Regions from separate parts of the Sus scrofa genome. Here region 2 is linked to region 1. A link is a contact called in public Hi-C data. All regions are on one chromosome and are shown on one strand. Each heading gives the region's core, a stretch centred on a gene start, on an enhancer-like site or on the middle of the called end of the contact. The rest is flanking DNA. Distances are from core to core; before and after follow the strand shown. Region 1 holds the start of DTWD2 (DTW domain-containing protein 2). Region 2 holds the start of DMXL1 (dmX-like protein 1).

Evidence for each region. Hi-C and Micro-C count contacts between places; a contact is called where the count stands out from the background.
Region 2: a contact with region 1 is called in a Hi-C map of alveolar macrophages, with 1.8 times the contacts expected there. The contact joins the promoter of DMXL1 here to the promoter of DTWD2 in region 1. A contact is called at or near these places in 2 of 5 promoter capture datasets (fetal liver and liver), 10 of 47 Hi-C or Micro-C datasets (alveolar macrophages, blood, embryonic fibroblasts and 5 more) and 1 of 2 datasets of contacts at active chromatin or transcription factors (alveolar macrophages).

Annotation. Positions count from the first base shown.
Region 1 is chr2:122,935,267-122,939,682 of Sscrofa11.1, reverse strand. DTWD2 (DTW domain-containing protein 2) reads left to right here and starts at 2,682. Exons shown (of 7, transcript XM_021084663.1): 1 at 2,682-3,012. The coding sequence starts at 2,795.
Region 2 is chr2:123,001,295-123,005,710 of Sscrofa11.1, reverse strand. DMXL1 (dmX-like protein 1) reads right to left here and starts at 2,634. Exons shown (of 46, transcript XM_021084665.1): 1 at 1,974-2,634. The coding sequence starts at 2,060.

The sequences.
Region 1 (4,416 bases), core at 1,433-3,932:
AATACTGAATCCTATTTTGTTGGGCTGGCAGGGTATTCAGTTCCAGACATTACTAAGATTCCTTTCCCTACAGGGGACATGCATGGTCACAAGGATCTTATTATCATGGACCAAGATATCAGAGAGTCCTCTTAAGACATTCTGTTATTATTTGCTATCAGTGAGATGCCTGGTCCCATATATTCTGGTGGCAGCAACAGGATTTCACAAAGCTGGGAGACCTGGGGTCTAGAGTTCATCTTCTGTAGGCATATAGGAAGACATCCCCTCATTCCTCCAGTCTGGATGTTGTATCAATCCTGGGCGCCTGTGGAGTCAGGTGGGGTTTCCATTACGCTTTGTTCCCTTCCTAATTAGGGAAAATATTCCTTCTGTTTCTGCTTTTACTCCAAGCACACTCTCACCCTTAACCCATCTGTGCACACACATCAGAACTCTCTAATCTGTTTTTACCTCTCAAACTCCCTTAGGCAAAGAAGCACAATGGTCTGGTTACTAGGAGCTGAGAGATAAATTGAGTATAAATTAACATTTCAGTAGATTATTCTGCAGTATTAATACACTGGTAAGTTGGTTATATGCCTTGAAGGAACTTTTGCTTGCCTTCTTAGTGTCTTGGTATTTCTCAGAGGTGCGGTAGTGGTCCTTATTTTGATACCAGGGTCTATCCCAAGCTGGTAACCTCACAAGAAGTACCAGCTGACTAGGTGAGACATTTCCTCAGGCTTCTCAAGGTCAAGGTTCATAAACCTGGATACTGGGTGAATACCTTGCTTTGAGGAAAATGACTCTTTTCTCCCAACTCTGGCTGAATCCTTCCAGCATGGGAGCCTGTCTTTCTTTTTCTTTTTTTCCTCTTTCTCTCTGTCTTTTTAAGGCCTCACCCTGGACGTTTCCAAGCAAGGGGTCGAATGGGAGCTATAGCCACTGGCTTACACCGCAGCCCTAGCAACGCCAGATCAGAGCCATGTCTGTGACCTACACCACAGCTCACAGCAATGCCGGATCCTTAAGCCACAGAGCAAAGTCAGGAATCCAACCTGTGTCCTCATGGATGCTAGTCAGATTTGTATCTGCTGAGCCATGACGAGAACTCCAGCATGAGTGTTTTGTTGATTCTGGTCAACCTTGGGAAGAATGGACTATAGAGAAGTAAGAATGGAGCAGGGGACCACTTATGTGCCTATGGCAATGTTCTAGGCAAGAGATGACGGGGGCTTAAATCAGGCAGAAGTAGCAAGAGAAGATAAACAGTTGGATTTTGAATACTTTGATGGGTGGAGCCAATGGTCTAATGTGGGGTGTTAAAAGAGAAAGCCAACTGTAAACTGGCTTGTTAGGACTCATCTGCCCTCACATAACTCATACTTGGGATCTAGAAGGATCTTAAATGACTTGATATTATTTCATTTCTTGAGGTTAGAGACAAGAGTTTAAAGTGTGTCACATGAAAATTTAATTTTTGTAGTTAAAGTGTTGGTTCTCCAACCTAAATCTGCAACCATATTTCTTTATTTTCTGATTCAGTTCCTTTTCTGCAGTCTCTGGCATTTCATCATCTCCCAATTACAACTGGGATTAAGTTCCAGTTTTTTTTTCTTCCATCCAACATCAATGATAAGGCAGGATTTTCAGTCTTTTTCTACCCTCCCTTAGCATACCCCAAGTAGATTACAGGTGCCATTTCCAGGGGAAAAGAATGAAGGATAGTTGAAAACAATAGCCCTACATTCATGCAGGCTTGAATTTAAAATGACTAAAAAACTGATAGTGAGATAAACATTTTAAGAAATGCAATAATGCTCTATTACTGTTAGTGATAAATAGGTTTTGTTTTAATTATTCATAGTTCTAGAATCAAGATAACTATGATTGCAAAACTTAACTCTGATGACTGGTGAAAACTTTTAATATTTTGTTTAAAATGCTGAACGTCGGTAGAAGTAACAAAGTGTTAAGTGAAAAGAATCAGCACCTATTTCAGGGCAAGCAGCATTTCCACTTTTATTCTAAAATGGATTTCATTTTGGCTTTTAAAAAACTGCTGGCTCTATTGCTGTTTTCCAGAGCTGTAAAAACTTAGGCAAGGTAGTTATCTGTTTCTTTCTTTTTTCTCATCCATGAAATCTCAGCTCTCTTATTGCCTCTTGATCTTAGGAGCCTCGGACAACTGAAAAACCACACTTAAAGAAATGTTTAGCGTCGTGTAAAAACAGCATGACTGATTATGAGTAGAAATACCAAGAAGATACAGGACATAGGTCCTTGCCTTTCTAGAGCAAGAAATTCTCATTAAAAGGACCAGTAGTGAATCAAAATCCAGTCAGTACAACCTCTCCTCCTTTGTTGGCCTGCAACAATGGCTCATCCCCTGTTGGAAATGCTGGGTGCACTCACCCACCTAATTACTGAACTGCCATCCTAGGGTGGAAAATGCTGAATTCAATTTTATTTTCATTTTTAAAGGTGTGAAATTAAGGAAAGTACCATCAGGTTTGCTGCCTGGGTGTTTTCAGAGGAGAACCTTTTACCTGCCCCAGAGAAGCCTTCCTAATCTCTCCGGCTCCCCGGGACAAACCACACTTCCCTTCCGGGTTCTAGGTGAACCATCCCACTGACACACACCAATGGGCTCGCTTCTTCTCCGCTGCGGGGCGGGACCTCCTGCCTGGGCTCCGCGTACGTGGCGAGAGTGCGTGGGGCCGCGCGGCGCGGGCCGGTTTCTCTAGGGTGTGGCGCCCTCCGGCGGCAGGGGGACCTCAATGTGACTGCCAGACACGAGCGCCCGCCCGCCATGGATCCGCAGGAAGAAGCGCGAACATCCAGGGACCCCCTCGAGCGGTCGCCTGGGGTCCCGAAGTCTCAGACACCCGACGAAGAGGAGCGGCGGGGAGGGGGAACAGCGCCAGCGGCGGCTGTCTTGGACGCAGAGGCAGACGGCGCCAGTGTGGACGGACTGTGGGAACTGCCAGTGGAGCCGGCCAAACGGAGGCCCGAATGCAGCCGCTGCAGGTGACCGCCAGGCGGGGGGCGGGACTGAGGCGGGCGGCAGACTTGGCAAGGCGCGGGCGGGTGGTGGAAGCTGCAGCGCCCTCTGACGGGAAGGCGGCCGCTGGGGCTCCAGCCCCGGGGGGCTCTGGCTCTGGCATCTCTGTGCTTGGGGTGGTAGGTTCCGTTGGTTGACCTTGGAATCACTGTGAAATCCCCGTCACAGTTCTTTAGTAAGAAGCCATTTACCCAGGTTTAGGATTATTTAGACTTACTTCCTGTAAGACGCTCAACAAGTCACGGGATGAGCAGGCATAAGTTCCTCTGTCAAGAAACTGGAGCGTCTTGGATAATATTTGTAAAAACACGTTTACGTTTGAGTGAATTAGTCATCTTACAGTAAAAAACAAAAGAAAACCATAAAGTGGATTAGAGAGACACAGTCAAGGTGGCTGTTACCTTAATTGAGATTGTATTCAGAATTCCTGAAGAAGTATTTATTGAGCACCTCCTGTGTGTCAGGCACTGTGCTAGGTTCCCAGAAATGCGATGGATAAAACAGACGTTGTCTGTGCGCACTAGGGCACTTGCAGTCTAATGAGACAGTTTATTAAGCAACACCAACAATTAACATTACTTGCCTGATTACGTACTTTTTAGGATACCTCATTGTGCCGGTGTACTCTGAGTATTGTGAGGATTGCTTTCTCTGCCTGTTTGAATCTCTTGCTACATAGGTATATGCTATTATCTTAACCTCCTGGGTGTTCAGGATCATTTCCCTTGATTGATGAAGGCCTCCATCTATCATCTGTTCTCTTCACACTTTTAACTGTTAGATAGTGTCTCTATTTCCTCATCTGGGAATCACTCTGTGATTTGTCCTCAGATTGTACAGTGCTCTGAAATAGTTCTCCGTAAAGTCACCATTAACTTTGAGATGAAATCTAATGGATCTTATGTTCACTTAAAAAAGAGACTATAGTTGATTTACAGTGTTGTGCCAATTTCTGCTGTGCAGCAAAGTAACCCAGTCATGCATATATGTACACACACACACACACACACACACACACACACATTCCTCTCTTATATTATCTTCCATCATGTTCTATCCCAAGAGACTAGATCTAGTTCCCTGTGCTGTACAGTAGGACCTCATTCCTTATCCATTCTAAATGTTATAGTTTGTATCTACTAACTCCAAACTCCCAGTCCATCCCACTCATTTCCTCCCCCTTGGCAGCCACAAGTCTGCTCTCTACCTATGCAAGTCTGTTTCTGTTCTATAGGTAGGTTCATTTCTGCTGCATTTTAGATTCCATGTATAAGTGATAACACATGGTATTTGTCTCTTTCTGACTTACTTCACTTAGTATGTGAAATATCTAGTTGCTTTCATGTTGTTGCAAATGGCATTTTTTTATG
Region 2 (4,416 bases), core at 1,385-3,884, 66 kb before region 1:
AAACAATAGATTCCACTTTTTATAGAAAAGGAAAATTTTCAAGAGAAATAAATTTAAGATGTACATAGTGTCCAGAAGACCGAAGGCAAGAAACTTCCTATAATGGAACTCTCAATGTAATATTAAACAGTCAGGGATAAGTAGCTGCAAAGGAAAAAGATGAATGTTAATAAACTACCACCAAAATTATAGAAAACTGGGATCTTTTTATACTAACAACTACATCAACTAAATGTTTATTTTTACCTTATTTACTGGACTTCCTGGGATCTGAGAGAAATCTGCAGTGGGCCTGGTGGGAGATGATTAAAGCCTGGTCTATGGAAACAGACTTTAAAGTTCAGAAAATCTGAGCAACGAGCTACATGATGGTATAGGATGATCTTTAGCACATTAACTCACCTCTCCTTTAAAATAACAGAGGCATTCACCAAGATTTTACATACACTCAGAAGGGTCATTCAGGTGTATAAATGGGCCAGCATATTGTATATGCCTTGAAGTTCACACAGGTGCTTACGTAGATTCTGACTGCCTTCCTACAAAGAGTTGTTAGAATTGACACTGGAGGAAGCATTCACATAACTTGAAGAGATGGCAGAGAATGTAATATTACCATTCCATAATCTCCTACTAGAAAAATCTCCTTAGGATGCTTTTTATTTCCCCCTTCAAAATAGGGAGAGCAGTGAGCAGTTCAACTTCATGAAGGCTACAGCTGATCATTGAGACCTTAAGACTTCATTCTTCTGAGTGTATTGAGACTAGGCAAACATTTACAATGAAAATCTCTAAAACTGCTAGTGTCAAGTGCAGCTAAGGCGTGTATGAGTCACTCTTCAGGGGAGGTACAGACTCTATTTGAAAGCAAAGTACTTGGCACAGATCTAAAAACACAATTAAGGCATTAAATGCCCATACCACGTTAAATGACTACTATTTTTTTCTATTATTTATTCTGACTGGAAAAGATCACCGAAAAAGTCAAAAGTAGATAAGAAAACCTGGGGCATCTATTAAGCTGTTTATTTTGTTTCACTTATTTGTGCAAAATTAAGTTTTACTTTTAATCACAATTAAGAGACAGCTGTACAAGTTGCAGCAACAATCATGAGGGTTATAAATATATTCAGATAAAGGCTATCATGTGCAATACTGACTTGCAGCTTTAAACTATTATAAAAACTATAGTTATAAGGCAGAGAATATCACTATACTGGTAAATAGCCAGAAGTCTGTGGCCCTAGTCCTTTCAGTATTTGGGAAAGACCAATGAAAAACAGGGCACTTTCAGGAAACCTTAACCTGAAATTACCACTACATAGCAAAGAGGAGTTTTACTGAAAAAACAGTAATTCAACTTTTAGTAATTAATACGAACAATCTAAAATAAAAGTTTCCCAGGACTACTCAACTGTACGATATTCAAAAGATGGCAGGAGTGAACTATTTACAAAAAATATTTTTTTCTTTCCAGTTATCCTTCAGTGAATTTAAAGGAAAGCAAATGAAAAGCACTGTTTTTCACTATATTTTACCCAGCGCTAGTTGATAGCAAACAATTAGTAACTGTGTTTTTAAGGCACACACTCTTTTTCAACTACAAAGATACTTGACCTTTAGAGTAAGAACTGAAACCAATCCCAACTATTCCTAAACTTGACAACATTACACAGCAATGATTCCTGGATAAACGACTTTGGTAAACCAGCCCGAAGACGTCAGATGAAAAACTTTAAAAAAAACTACAAAACACTCTAACTTCCGAGTTCAGTCGGTACAAGGGTTTCTGCCTCCTTGGTCCTCAAATGCCAGGTTCGCCGCCGTAAAGGGCGGGAACCTTCGTTGGGGATGTGGGGACCCTCGTGAGGGAGACGAGGCTTTCTCGGCCTCTGCCTGGCATTCTGGGCCGAGGCCGGCTGACTCAGGGGCGCGGACTCGCCGCGGGCGACGCGAGAGCCTCCCTCACTCACCGTGAATCGCTGGTCGCCGACGCTGCCCACGGAGAAGCAGTGGTCGCCAGGGTTCACAGCCCCGGTCAGCACCTGGTGTAGGTTCATGTCGGCGTCTTAGTCCAGCAACGGACGTTGCCTCCCGCTCATGCCCAGGGCCAGCTGCCGCTTTCCTCCCTCCCTCTTTCCTTCACGGGCGGCGGCCGGGCTTGGGAGGCGACGGCGGCAGCGACAGGCGCCAGGAGCCGGAGCCACTCAGCCACTGCCCGCAGCTCATCCCGAGCCCCCGCGGGCGAGTCTGGGAGGGGGCGGGCCGGCAAGCGGGAGGAGCACCGCGCGTCCGCGCACCTGTCACAGCCCGCGAGGGCCCAGGTGATGCTCAGTGTTGACCCAGCCGCCGCGACCCCGAGCCGACCCACCGGCCAGGAAGGCCACGCCGTCCGCGACACTCAGTCTGGACTGTGGCTGGCCGGCTGGGACCGAGCCCCAGTGGCGCAAGCAGCACGCGCTCTCCCTCACCACCAGACCTAGCCCTTCCCGGCTCCGGTGCCTACCACCCCCACTGGCCTTCGCTGCTCTCTACGCGTCCCTAAGGCCTTTCGGCCGAAATATCGCGAGATTTCTCGCGGCTATGAGGAATACTGCAGTAAAGAATTTATTCCTGCCACAGTATACGGGTCCGCAAGTGGAAAACACCTCTTTGAGTGAAATATTGGCCAATCCTGAGCTCCCGTTCACCCAAGGCTCCGCCCACCACTGAGGATAGACCAATCTCTTTGAGGCTTGTGAGCGACGTCGTGCGTTTGAATATTCAATGTAAGAAGCCTAGCAAAAGCATAGAGAGCCTTGAATAAACTGAGTGTTGTCAGATTATGCTTTCGTTTAGGGCTTGATCTGACTTTTGGGCCAGAAAGTTAAAAGGGAGAAGTGTATTACAAATGCAGTTGCAGTGTCTTGGTCCTGGTAGAGACTACAAGTCCCAACAAGCACCGCTGCCTTAAGCGGCCCGCGAGTTTGGCCAAGTGAAGGTGAAACTAGAGGCGTCTCAGCGCAGAGTTAACTCTGGTCGAGCGCGTTTCCAGTTCGCTAGAAAGAAAAACTGGGGGAGGTTTCGACCCTTGCTAAGTACTAAATTTAATTTAACATTCGTTTTGAAGTAGTGCTGGTAATAATACTACACCGGCCCACGTTGAGATGGTGTTTTGGGAAAAAAACCTAAGAATTCCAATATGATTAGTGTCACGGCCTCTCACAAACTTTGAGACTCAACTCTAATTGCATTTTGACAGTTTTGTATTATTATTGATAAACATTTGTTTACGTCTTCTCCCATGTACCATGAGCCTCTCAGGGACAAACTGACCTGTATCCCACGTGTCTAGTGCAGTGCCATTTCCAAGGTAGGAGTTCAGAAAACGTTAAATGAGTAGACATAAATAGCAGCTCCCCACCTAAAAAGAGTAGTTGCTTTTTTTTAATGCCAAATTGATTTTGATTTCATACACTTTTCTTTTGGTGAAAAAAAAAAAATGGGAACAAAACCCAAAAAACTTCACACTAATACTTGGATGGGAGGAGTACTAGTAATTTTGTTTTTACTTTCCCTAAGTTTTTTCCGAGGAACATAATTTTTTTTTTTTGCAACTTAAAAATTAACTAAAAATAAGTTTGAGAGCCATCTCCCTATTTTAAATTTGAGAGTTGTAAATGAACGCCCTTATTATATCCCAGTATCCCCATAAAAGTGAAGGATTGAAAACTTGTCTTTAAAAAAGAAAAAACTGTTTTATTGAGGTCTCACATAGTTACAGTTTAGGGTTTGTGTTTTAATTATTAATTCAGATTTATTTAATGTTGCTTTAAGTCAGTTTCATTTTTAAAATCTTAAACCATGATTTTTCTATGTTCAATATAAATTTTGTGTCTAGCCCAAAGTTTAACATGTTTACTCATTCTGTTCTGCCCATCTTTTGGTTTTGAAGTGCAAGTGGTATGACAGAATAAAAGAAACTAAGGAATCTAGCAGTTAGGAAATCTGAGATTTACTCCTGAGTGCACATTTGCTGTATGACCATGGGAAAAGTCTCCTTAATTTTAAGACAGTTTTCTCCATCTCATCTGTAAAATTAACAGGTTTCACCTGATTATCTACAATATTTTGCTTGGCATTTTCATTCCTAATAACATCTGTTTGTCTTTATTAAATTCTTTCATCCTTGAGATAAACTGTTTGAATCCTGGCCTACCCACTCCTTTAGACAAGTTACCTAATTTCTCTGTGCTTTCATTTCCCTATTTATAGAGTAGGGGTAGTAATAGACTTTCTTCATATACTTATCATAAAAATTAAATGGGCACAGTGTTTAGCACATAGAATTCAATAGAAGTTGGCTACTATATCATCATCATCATTATTAAGAAAACCTAACCTTTTGACATATACTTACTCTTTCTAAAGTTTTCC